Regions from separate parts of the Mus musculus genome. Here regions 1 and 2 are each linked to region 3. A link is a contact called in public promoter capture Hi-C data. All regions are on one chromosome and are shown on one strand. The core of a region is the stretch at or near the end of the contact, and the rest is flanking DNA. Distances in the headings are between cores, read along the strand shown. Region 1 holds the start of Eif2ak3 (eukaryotic translation initiation factor 2 alpha kinase 3). Region 2 holds the start of Rpia (ribose 5-phosphate isomerase A). Region 3 holds the start of Suclg1 (succinate-CoA ligase, GDP-forming, alpha subunit).

Region 1 (3,279 bases), core at 451-2,950, 2.4 Mb after region 3:
CTGCTTCATCCCGATTGCTGGATTGACTGCGTATTCCTTCCAAGAGCAGAGGCTTCCTGCTCTACCTCCATAACCCCAGGGGTTCTGCTCAGCTTTAGAAAGTCCCTGCTGCTGCAGGTGTGTGTTCTAAGGAAAACAGAATAGTTCTCTCTACTTCGTGTAATTTACTCTTCACAGCTGTTTCACTCATCTAGGAGAGTTCATACATTCGCAAATAGATGAAATTGTATTCTTTATTACTTAAACATTCTTAAATATAACTATTCAAATGGTGTATGGAGAATTTTAGGGCTTGCCCTGTTTATTTCTGGTAATCACTGGGTACCTAGATCAAGGTTCTGATACTTTTTATAATCTATAACTACTATGTTACAAACTTAGATATGTTCTAATTTAGATGCAGCTCTTAATTTACCTAATGCTCTTTTAGCATTCTTTCTATTAAATAGTGCCACTTTCTCCACACATGCTATCTGAAAAATACTTTATTAAAGTATTTTACATTCTGTGCAGACTTTGAAAATTGCTTTAAAACTTGTCTCTTGAATTTGTATGTTTATAAGGCTAAGAAATCCAACTGAAATAAACTATGCTAACCCCCTTTAAATATCAAAAAGCTGCTAGGATAAAAGAACCCAAGCACACTCCTTAAACTTTAACCTCTAAGTGTGTTCGGAGCTCTTGAGAGTGCTTGTTCTTACCCAGAAAAGGTCTGGTTTAGTAAAACCGGGGCGGAGCCTAGAAAACTGTCCATTTAACCAGCATCCCCCTGGTAATTCTGATGCAGGTGTTCCCGCATATCTCAATTAGAGAAACAGAAAATCAAAACCCTCGACCAGGAGCCACAACAGACTTGTATTTGAAGGATAAATGTAGGCATCTCTTTTGAAAGTCGTTTTACCTGTCGCAACAGAATCAGGACAGAACGAGTCAAGTATTTGGGAATGGGAGTGTAAAGTGCATATGGTTAAAGCCCGAAAACAATGAAAGCGGGGAAGTGACTTTCTTCCCTAAGCCGGGTGTTGCATTCTCCAGGCATCCCTCATCCTCCTTTAAAGATGCTGTTGCCCTCCCACAGCCAGGACCAGGCAGGCGCTCAGAGTGGGACAGGAAGGTGTCGCGGCTCTCTGCTTTGTCCGCAGTCACTCGCATCCCTGCGAGAGGTGCCCCGACCCTAGTTCCCAACCTCTCACCTGCCGCGAGGCCGCAGTTCCACGTCGTCATCGGGCTCCGTCGCGCGTGACTCCGGTTCGCCAGCGGCAGCCGGCAATGCCTCGGCGTCCTCCACGGTCACTTCGGCCGTTGCCACCGCAGGCACCCGCGCGGCCGAAGTCGGGGCGGCCGCTGCCCCTAAGCCAAACACTGTCTCCGACGCGGGAGCAAGCAAACTGCGGGCGGGCGCGACCGCCGAGATCCCCGCCGCGCAGCCCAGCAGCAGGAACAGAAGCAGCAGCAGCGCGCGCGGCCCGGGCCGGGTGGCGCGCTCCATCAGCGGCCCGCCCCACGCGCGGGCATGGAGACCCTGCCGTCGGCGCCCGCCCGTCTCGCCGCTCGGAGCCTCGGAGCACTGCGAGCGCGCGCCACGGACCCCGCCGCCTCTCGACTTCGCGCCGCAGCAGCAGAGCTGCCCGGCCACGTCTCAGCCACTGCCACCTGAGTGACAGCCTTGTGCAGACATCGCCCATTGAGCGAGGGTTCCGTGCGTCTGCTCTGCGATTGGTTGCGCGCCTTGCCACTCCGAGCCAGGCAGACGCGTTCCTTGTTGTCAACATTATACCTACCAATCAAATTGTAGTTTTCCCTGTGGCAGTCCGGCCCTTTTCCGGGAACGACGGCCAATGAGAAATGCCCCTCCCCAGAGTCTTCTTAGGCGATTGGTGAATCATTTCAGTTCCCTAATGCCACTTCTGGAACGGATTGGTCCATTCCCTGATTGGCCTCGCCCCTCAAAGTGAGGCGCTGGGAAAAGCTTGGAGATTATTGGTGAAAGTGGATGCTCCTCAAAGGCCTGAGCTAACTGCTTCTTGATTGGTTGGAAGCGGCACTTAGTACGTGGCCGATTCTGAGTGTGAAGAGGACCGTCCCCTGTGAAAGGAAGAAGAGTGGAAAGGAGTCCCGGGTGGCCGGGAGGTGGCTGATCTTAAAGGGATAGATGCTTTTGCTATTCCCAAGCCGAATTTATTTGGAAAGAAGGGATGAGAGTTGGGGGAAAGTGACTGCACAGGTCATGTGTCCTTAGAAGTTCAGGAGTTGCCCAATTTGTGGCTAGGAAGGTATTAAGAATTACAATTACAGCTTTGATAGAGATGACAGTGATCTGTAGAACAGATAACCCAGAGCGCCCGGAACGCCTCTTAACCTGTTTATAAAGGAGGATCCCAGGCCTGGCGCACTTGAAGTAATCTGCACAAGGTCACACAGTCACAAAAATTTATTAAGTCTCCCGGTTGGTTTGGCATGCTTTACACTGCCCTCAGGAGAAATAGAACGACAACGACCAAAGTGGGGAAGGTTCAAATGTTTGACCAAAGCGTTTAAAATTCTCTTAAAGTAGTTGCGAATACCCTGAAGATTTCAGAGCTGGTGTGTGGAAGAGTAAGAAGTTGCATCCTTCAGCAGTGTACTCAGAACACCAACCAAACACTGGGAAGATTTTTAATGATGTTGGCAGTTTGTGTACGCTGGTCTCCATCTGCATGAAGCACACTTAATTTCCACTCAGCCCCAATCCCTATAAACCCATTTCTCCCTTTAGTTCTCACCACATTCCTTCTCTCTTCTGTACAACAAATCTCTAAAGCGCCTTGTCTTCCTGTCCTCTCTCATCTCACACACACTGCACAGGCATTAGTATTCCTCAGCTCCACCCAGATTGCTCTGATTCACTCACATGGTTTTAATAAATTCGAAGAGGAGTCCCGTTTTTCCTCCTAAGTGTCCTCCACTGTGGAACTCAGCCTTTCCTCTATGAGACATTTTGTCCCTTGTTTTCCTGCTTCCCTACAGGGCAGGATATGACCTTCAACTTACCCTGTGTTGCTTAGGATGAAAGCCAAGGACCGGAAGTTCTTGCCCTGTATATTAATTCTCCAGGGCTGTCATAGCAAATTCCCTCTAGCATATGTGTTCTAGAGGCTAGAATTCCTCCATCGGGAGCCATCAGAATCGAGTTCTTCTGAGGCCCCTTTTGGTTTGTTAGATGGCTACTCTATTGCTTCTTCATGTGAACTTTCCTCTGCTCATATGGTCCCTTTCTCTTTTTATTTATTTTTAAAGATT
Region 2 (3,505 bases), core at 42-2,541, 2.5 Mb after region 3:
TGAAGTTACATTTGTAATGGTGGCTGAAGAATTTTCTTCTTCTTTTTTTTTTTTTTTTTGGTAAAGGAGACTATCGAGTGGTTTCTGAGTGCCTTGGGCAGGATTACAGTCTGATAAAGATAAAACTCAGGTTATAAAAGTTGCAAAAAAGCATTGTGACCGGTCTTTATTGTTCCTAAGGGTTCCTGGAACATTCTAGCTCTTGGGGGTTGCTGGCACATGCCTTTTGCAGGCACACACCGTTAACCTCTGCTCTGGGGAAGGAAAGTCAGGCTGATCTCGGTGAGTTCAAGGGCATCTTGGTCTACAGAGTTCCTGGACAGCCATGGTTGCAAAGAGAGATCCTGTCTCAAAACACACAAACAAAACAACAAAAAGGACTTCCAGACCTATTTGGTGATGTAATCCCATATCAGGAAAAATGCTCCAAGTTCCAGGCCAGCCTGGACTGAACTCTACAGTGAGTTCAGGCCACTGGGACTGCTGAATGAGACCAAGAACTTGCAGCAAACTAAAGGCAGAAAAGGGGAAGCCCGATAAGGTACACTGGCCTGTGCGCTCGTGACCGGGCTCCATTTAGACACCCTGCATCCAATACCAAGAGCAGAACAATGTCCAAGGCGGGAGTTACTGATTGAACTTGTAACCTTGGGTTTGTGAAGGTCTAGCACAGACATCAGAAGACCTGGGAGTCCCAAGTGTGTCATCAATGAGTGACTCTAGAGCACTGTAAGAAGATGGCTCTGCCGGTAAAGTACTGACTGACACTACCAAGACGGTCAGATAACGGACTTCTGCAAGTTGTTCTTTGGCCTCCACAAGCACAACCTAAATAATACAATGTAATTAAAAGATTTTTTTTAAAAAAAGGCCGTTGTGTTGGTAGAACCACTTGCCTGAGGATTCGCTTACAACACAGCAACGTTCTCATTTGCTGGGCAAACAAGGTCAGGTTTTTAATAGTGTCTCTCTCTTTTTCTAGAATACGCGTACAGCCGGAAAGGTTCTTGGAGTTCACCTAAAGGTGTAAACACTTGACCCCAAGGTAGGGAGTTATTAGCTTCCTAGACAGCAGTTACCCGGACCTTCCGGACAGAAAGTCTGGAGTCAAGGCGGGCGATTTGCACACTAGGGTCGATCGTATTGTGGGACTTGTAGTCCCGAATGCAGAAGGGCCTAGGAACCACTGTCGCCGTAGGACTACATTTCCCAGCAACACGCATTTAGTAATACGCGCGGGGCAGGTTGCGCAAGCGAGCGGGTTTCCGGAGGAGTTGGGGGTGGGGCGGCCGGAGAGGCTGGAGCGAGGCGGCGGGATGCAGCGCCCCGGGCCCTTCAGCACCCTCTACGGGCGGGTCCTGGCCCCACTGCCCGGGCGGGCCGGGGGCGCGGCCTCGGGCGGGGGCGGGAACAACTGGGGCCTCTCGGGTTCCCACGTGCAGTTGCCGGGGCGTGCACATTCGGAGACCCGCGGCGACAAGGGAGGCTCGAGCGCGGGCGGCCCGGCCCCCTCCACGATGTCCAAGGCCGAGGAGGCTAAGAAGCTGGCGAGCCACACGGCGGTGGAGAACCACGTGAAGGTGGGCAGCTGGTGACGGCGTGATGGCTTCGTGCTGCGCGCCCAGGGCACTGCCAGGGTGCGCCTGACTCCTGAAAGGGCGAGGGTTGCGAGAGAGGGGAGAGGATGAGCCTTGTACCCGAATTCGCGCTGTTCTTCCCAACCCTTGAAAGGCCTTCTAGACCCCGAATGGGTGGGTGTCAACTCTTCCCCCAACTGGAGCCTTTTCTACAAAGATTCCCTGTCCGGCTGGAACTGGGTGCACAGTAGAGCCTGGCTGTGCTCTGTTTTAGAGTCTTGTCAGGCTGTTAATGCGTGCCTCCTAATCAGCCCATTGAAAATGGTGAGCCCCGAGGCTGCTGTTCTTCACTTCTCACTTACCGCGAAGCCAGCGGAGGGCTGTTTTGCAAAGTGTTTTGAAATTTTACTCCAAACAGGCTTTTCAGCTCCTCCCGCTGAGGAGCTAGAGTGCTGTCTTTACAAAGAAGCCATCAGGTTACTGTTGACAGGGCCGGGTGGCCAGACATCTGGAGGTGCTGCTTTTTAGGAGGGGTCCAGATGTTTTGAAGTTAGTAAGGCTGTGTCCACATTTGTTAAGTGGCTGGTGTGGTGCTCTGAGTGGACTCTTAGTGTAGGTGGGTTTGCTATCCCGTATGTAGCAGGTTAATTATCTTAATTGTATTACTTCTGTTGCCCTGTGGTGAAGTTTCCTGGTCTTGTTTTCTATTTCTTAGATCGCGTTATCAGAATCCGTATCTTCGTTAAAGGGAATTCTTTTCACTTGTTAAAGCTATGCTGCCCAAAGTTACTTTGCAAAGACACTGTTCTTAGAGCTTTATCTTCCTGCCTAGGGTGAGGGTGGCCTGAGTGGGCGGGGCCGGGTCTGATAACCTCAGGCTTGCCTGTTCTATAGAAGAACACCATTTTTGTTTCAGGCAGGGCTCTTATGCCCTTCTGTTCTAGGGTAGCTTTTTGCTCATCTAGTTAGCATAGGATTTTATACTTGAATTAAGAGGTGTGAGGTATGAATATGAATTTAAAATGTGTAATTTGGCTCTGTGTTTGGAACACAGTGCCACAGGGGTAAAACTGGGACAGTAAAGAGAGATTTCAAAATGCCTTTGTGAAGTGACTTAATAGATTGATAAATGAAATCCATACCTCAGGAGAGCCCATTATCTTAGTTATCCTGTTAATGTTTAGTGGTACACGTCTCCTTGACCTTTGCCTTATCGTTATGTATTTGACTAAATTAAAATCTGCAAGCCTTCCCCTCATGTTCCAGCCATATTCAAAGGACTTTACTACTTTCAGTTTTCCCTTGGCTTTTTTCTTAAGGAGACTAGGAGACAACGATTTCCTCTTCCTATTTTGAAACTCAGGTTGGCTTTGAAACCCTCCCTTCCCCTCTGACTGGCTGGCTAGCACATCTCAAGGGAGGAACTTGATATGTGGACTGTGCTAGCTTTGAAATCTACCTGCTTCTGTCCGAGTGCCGGGATTAAAGGTGTGTATCACCACTCAGCTTTACCCACTTGATTCTGCCTCCCAAGGGCTGGCATTATAGGTAGGTGGCACACCCAGCTCCCTCTGATCTGGACTCCCAGACACTTCAGCGTGACCTATGTTCTAGTTTTTCTGTGCGTTTCTCTTGCCCAAGTCCCTGTGAGCTGTGGGAGGAGACTTAGTGCTATCTATACATTCAGCATTGGGTACAGTGAGGGCTGCCTAGGCAGTGGTCAGTAAGTTGTGTGGAGTGGGAACACTGATATGGACGTTGGGGGTTGTGGGTTTGGTGGCCCTTTCGTAGGCTCTCTGAGTGTGGGGTTTCCAGTCCCCTCAGCCCGCTGGTGTTCCACCGTGGCTACTTCTACTCCAGGGTAGATGGAGAACTCAGAATTCTCAGTTGAATCTTTGTCACCAGGTCCAGACCTGCCTGATTCTAAA
Region 3 (3,275 bases), core at 377-2,876:
ACATTGAGGTATCCTTTTAATCAGTCAAGAAGGTGCTCCAGAAAACGTTCCCAAATACACTCAACTCTTTCACATTTGGCAAAGTTACCAAGTCGGACCTCTGTCCTCAAATGACCTGGCAATGAGGTACAGCTACTGGGTGCACACTTATCCTTGAACACTTTTAGGATACCCAAGAAAGAAACTAAGTCTCACCTACTATCTGATGCGAGAGGAAACAAGATGTCACAAAGAAAAGAGTGTTACATGAGTGTCTATTTCTGAGCAGTAAACTGACTCACTTATTCTACACAATGAAACCAAACCACTCATTACTTCTTAACATCTCCTAGATCTGGATAAACCTGACAACCAATCACTCATCACAGTTTTAATCGGCAATCATTTCTCCTGTTAGTGATAGGCAGGACAATGCTCTGCTTCACAAACCAAGCTATTACTTGAGAGATGTTTGTTTGTTTGTTTGTTTAGTAGGCTTTTGTTTGTTTCATTTCGTTTTGTTTTCAAGACAGGGTTTCTCTGTGTAACAGCTGTGGCTCTCTTGGGACTCATTTTGTAGACCAGGCTGGCCTCGAACTCACAAAGACCCGCATACCTGCCTCTGCCTCCCAAATGCAGGAATTAAATGTGTGGGCCACCACATCCATCGAGAAATCACTTTTTAAAAAAAGACTATTATACACATACGAATGATTGGCCAGACTTCAAAAACGACATGACCGGTTCCCAAGCTGTTTCCTATCGTACCTAACACAGAGACTTTGAACGCAGCACTACTTTTCAAGAGTCAGCATTGCAGGATAGCAACCCTGGGAGATTGGTTCTCAGAAACTGAGGTGTTCATTGGAGTCTCGTAAAGAGCGACACATCATTGGTCAGCTTCCAAGCTCCTACGGGGCCACGTTGACTCTGGGTGCAGAAACCACCTTTCCGTTGGCCCTACCACTTCAACAGAACGGTCAACTCCAAGTGCAGAATCTTTCGGGACAAATTACAACCTCTTCAACCCGGGGGCTCACACTCCCAGCAGAGTTCATCCTGGACCTCTTTAGCCTTGGCTCCAAGTAAGGGCCAGCCCAGAGGCCACCTCCACCTCACCCCCCCCCCCCCGCCTCCACACACACACACCCCGTCACCGAGGGAACTAGGATATTGTTGCCGTGTCTGCAGGGCGCCCTGCGAAGTGCATCGGCCGATCCACGACCCCATCGGACAAAGCCCCCTCCACCCCCGAGGTCTGCCACTGGCGTTTGGACCGGTGGCTCCCTCGCCCCTTCCGAGGGCCCGCCCGGAAGAGCCCGGACACCGCCGGGGCCAGAATCAGGAACCCGAGGTCTACGCAAGCATGGAGGACAGAGCCGGGCCGGCACGACTCACGGAGGAAGGTGCGCGACAACAGGCGGGCGGCGGCGAGGCCGCTGCTGCTGGAGACCATGGTTGCAGTGGCAGCCGCAGCAACTACTGTTGCGGTCATCCCCCAATGACACTCTCAGGACCCCGGGACCTTGGCATGGGCTCAGGCTCGCGCAGAAAGGTGTCTAGAGGAGTAGCCTGAATATCTTACGCTCCTCGGAGTCTCTTCTCAAACAGTGAACGTTACAAGTGGAAAAGAACAAGAAGGATGACGTTTGAAAAGCAAACAATAGCTCTGTTCTTTAGTAGATGTGGGCTTGGGTAACCATAAACATAACGGCAATGTGTGGGACAGCCCATGAGAGGCCCGGCCGGCGCGTGGTGTTGTGGGAAATGTATTTTTTTTCCGAGTAAGCAGCGTGCTGAAAGGGAAGGGGTTGGAAGCGATTTAAACTCCGGCGTGGGCGCCCAGGAAAAGCCGTGACAAACGCTGAGGGGAGGCGCCGGCAGCAATGCTATGTGCCAGACCGTGATCCTGCACTTTGTTTTTTTCTGACCTGTTACAGAGAAGATTGTACTCCTCTTGTCCTCCCTGTACGGTTCCGGAAATTATCCGCACTAGTGGCCGGCAAAAGAAAAAAGGAAAAGTGACCAAATACTTAAAATTAAAAAGCCCCTTAGCTGACAGTTTCCTGAAGCAGGAATCTCTTTATTAAACAAACTGGCGCACTGCCTTCGACTAATGCTAATTATTTACTAATGCTAATTATGCCTCTTTCTAAAATCCTAAGGACTACAACTCGAGATCAAATAGGATTTGTGCCCAATTGGAACAAATTATTCACTCCACTCTTTTAAAACCTTAGCAAGTCCTTGAGCCAAAGCACCACGTTTCTTGTCTAAAACCGCGTTCCTAAGATTCCTTATCAGTATAATCAATAAAGTTATTTTAGCTCAGTAAGGTCGTCATTATAATTCGCACCATTCTCATGTGTACTTGTCTTGTAGATCCTGCCCTTGTGGTAAAGTTAAATATCAGTGCTTTCCAAATAGGTCCAGTGTGAACATTTTTTTAAAGATTTATTTATTTACTTATTATGTACAGTGTTCTGTCTGCAGTATGTCTGTGAGCCAGAAGAGGGCACCAGATCTCATTACACTTGGTTGTGAGCCACCATGTGGTGGCTGGGAATTGAACTCATGGACCTCTGAAAGAACAACCAGTGTTCTTAACCTCTGAGCCATCTCTCCAGCCCGCGAACAATGGTTTTAAGGAGGAAATTTTTCACTGAATCTTTACTTAATAATTAAGCATTTTGTTTCATTTATTTAACAAAATGTGTAATACATAGTATATATAACATATAGTATAGATTGTAAATATGTGTGTGTGTACACTATATTGACAACATTATGCTGATTGGACCAAGTGAGTAGTGGATAGCAGCCAGTTTGAATTCATGGGTAACACGTAAATTCAACCAAAATTCAAGAACCTTCTAACTCAGTGAAATTCTTAGGAGTGCAGTGGTTTGGGGCATGCAGAGCTATCCTTCTATTGTAAAGTTATTGTGTCTGGCCCCTCCCACTGGAAAGAAGCACGGTGTTTACTGAGCCTGTTTGGATTTTGGATGCAGCACCCTCTTCACTTGGGTGTGTGACTCCAGTCCATAGTGACTCAGAAAGCTACTAACTTTAAGTGGGGCCTGGAGCAAGAGAACGCTCTTGAAGAAGTCCAGACTGTTGTGCAAGCAAGCACACTACCACTTGGCTCAGGTGATCCAGCAGACCCAATGGTACTTGAGATCTCAGTGACAGGCAGGGATGCTGTCTGGAGCCTTTGGCAGGCCCCTAGGTGAGTCACAGAAGAGACCTTTGGATTTTAGAGAAAGGCTTCATCATCATCTGTAGACAATTCTCCC

The links. Promoter capture Hi-C pulls out the DNA fragments that hold promoters and counts their contacts. Capture Hi-C pulls out chosen DNA fragments and counts their contacts.
Region 1: a promoter capture Hi-C map of liver shows a contact between it and region 3, with 4 times the contacts expected there. The contact joins the promoter of Eif2ak3 here to the promoter of Suclg1 in region 3. A contact is called at or near these places in 3 of 39 promoter capture datasets (the 3T3-L1 cell line and liver), 1 of 115 datasets of contacts at active chromatin or transcription factors (fibro-adipogenic progenitors) and 1 of 9 other capture datasets (adipose tissue).
Region 2: a contact with region 3 is called in a promoter capture Hi-C map of liver, with 4 times the contacts expected there. The contact joins the promoter of Rpia here to the promoter of Suclg1 in region 3. A contact is called at or near these places in 1 of 39 promoter capture datasets (liver), 2 of 484 Hi-C or Micro-C datasets (double positive thymocytes and muscle stem cells), 2 of 115 datasets of contacts at active chromatin or transcription factors (astrocytes and extraembryonic endoderm stem cells) and 2 of 9 other capture datasets (adipose tissue and liver).

What each region holds. Positions count from the first base shown.
Region 1 is chr6:70,842,936-70,846,214 of GRCm38.p6, reverse strand. It overlaps Eif2ak3 (eukaryotic translation initiation factor 2 alpha kinase 3), which reads right to left and starts at 1,700. Exons shown (of 17, transcript NM_010121.3): 1 at 1,194-1,700. The coding sequence starts at 1,489.
Region 2 is chr6:70,789,961-70,793,465 of GRCm38.p6, reverse strand. Rpia (ribose 5-phosphate isomerase A) reads left to right here and starts at 1,291. Exons shown (of 9, transcript NM_009075.2): 1 at 1,291-1,580. The coding sequence starts at 1,317.
Region 3 is chr6:73,246,856-73,250,130 of GRCm38.p6, reverse strand. It overlaps Suclg1 (succinate-CoA ligase, GDP-forming, alpha subunit), which reads right to left and starts at 1,626. Exons shown (of 9, transcript NM_019879.3): 1 at 1,378-1,626. The coding sequence starts at 1,474. It overlaps Gm38834 (a long non-coding RNA gene), which reads right to left and starts at 1,368. Exons shown (of 2, transcript XR_869182.3): 1 at 748-1,368.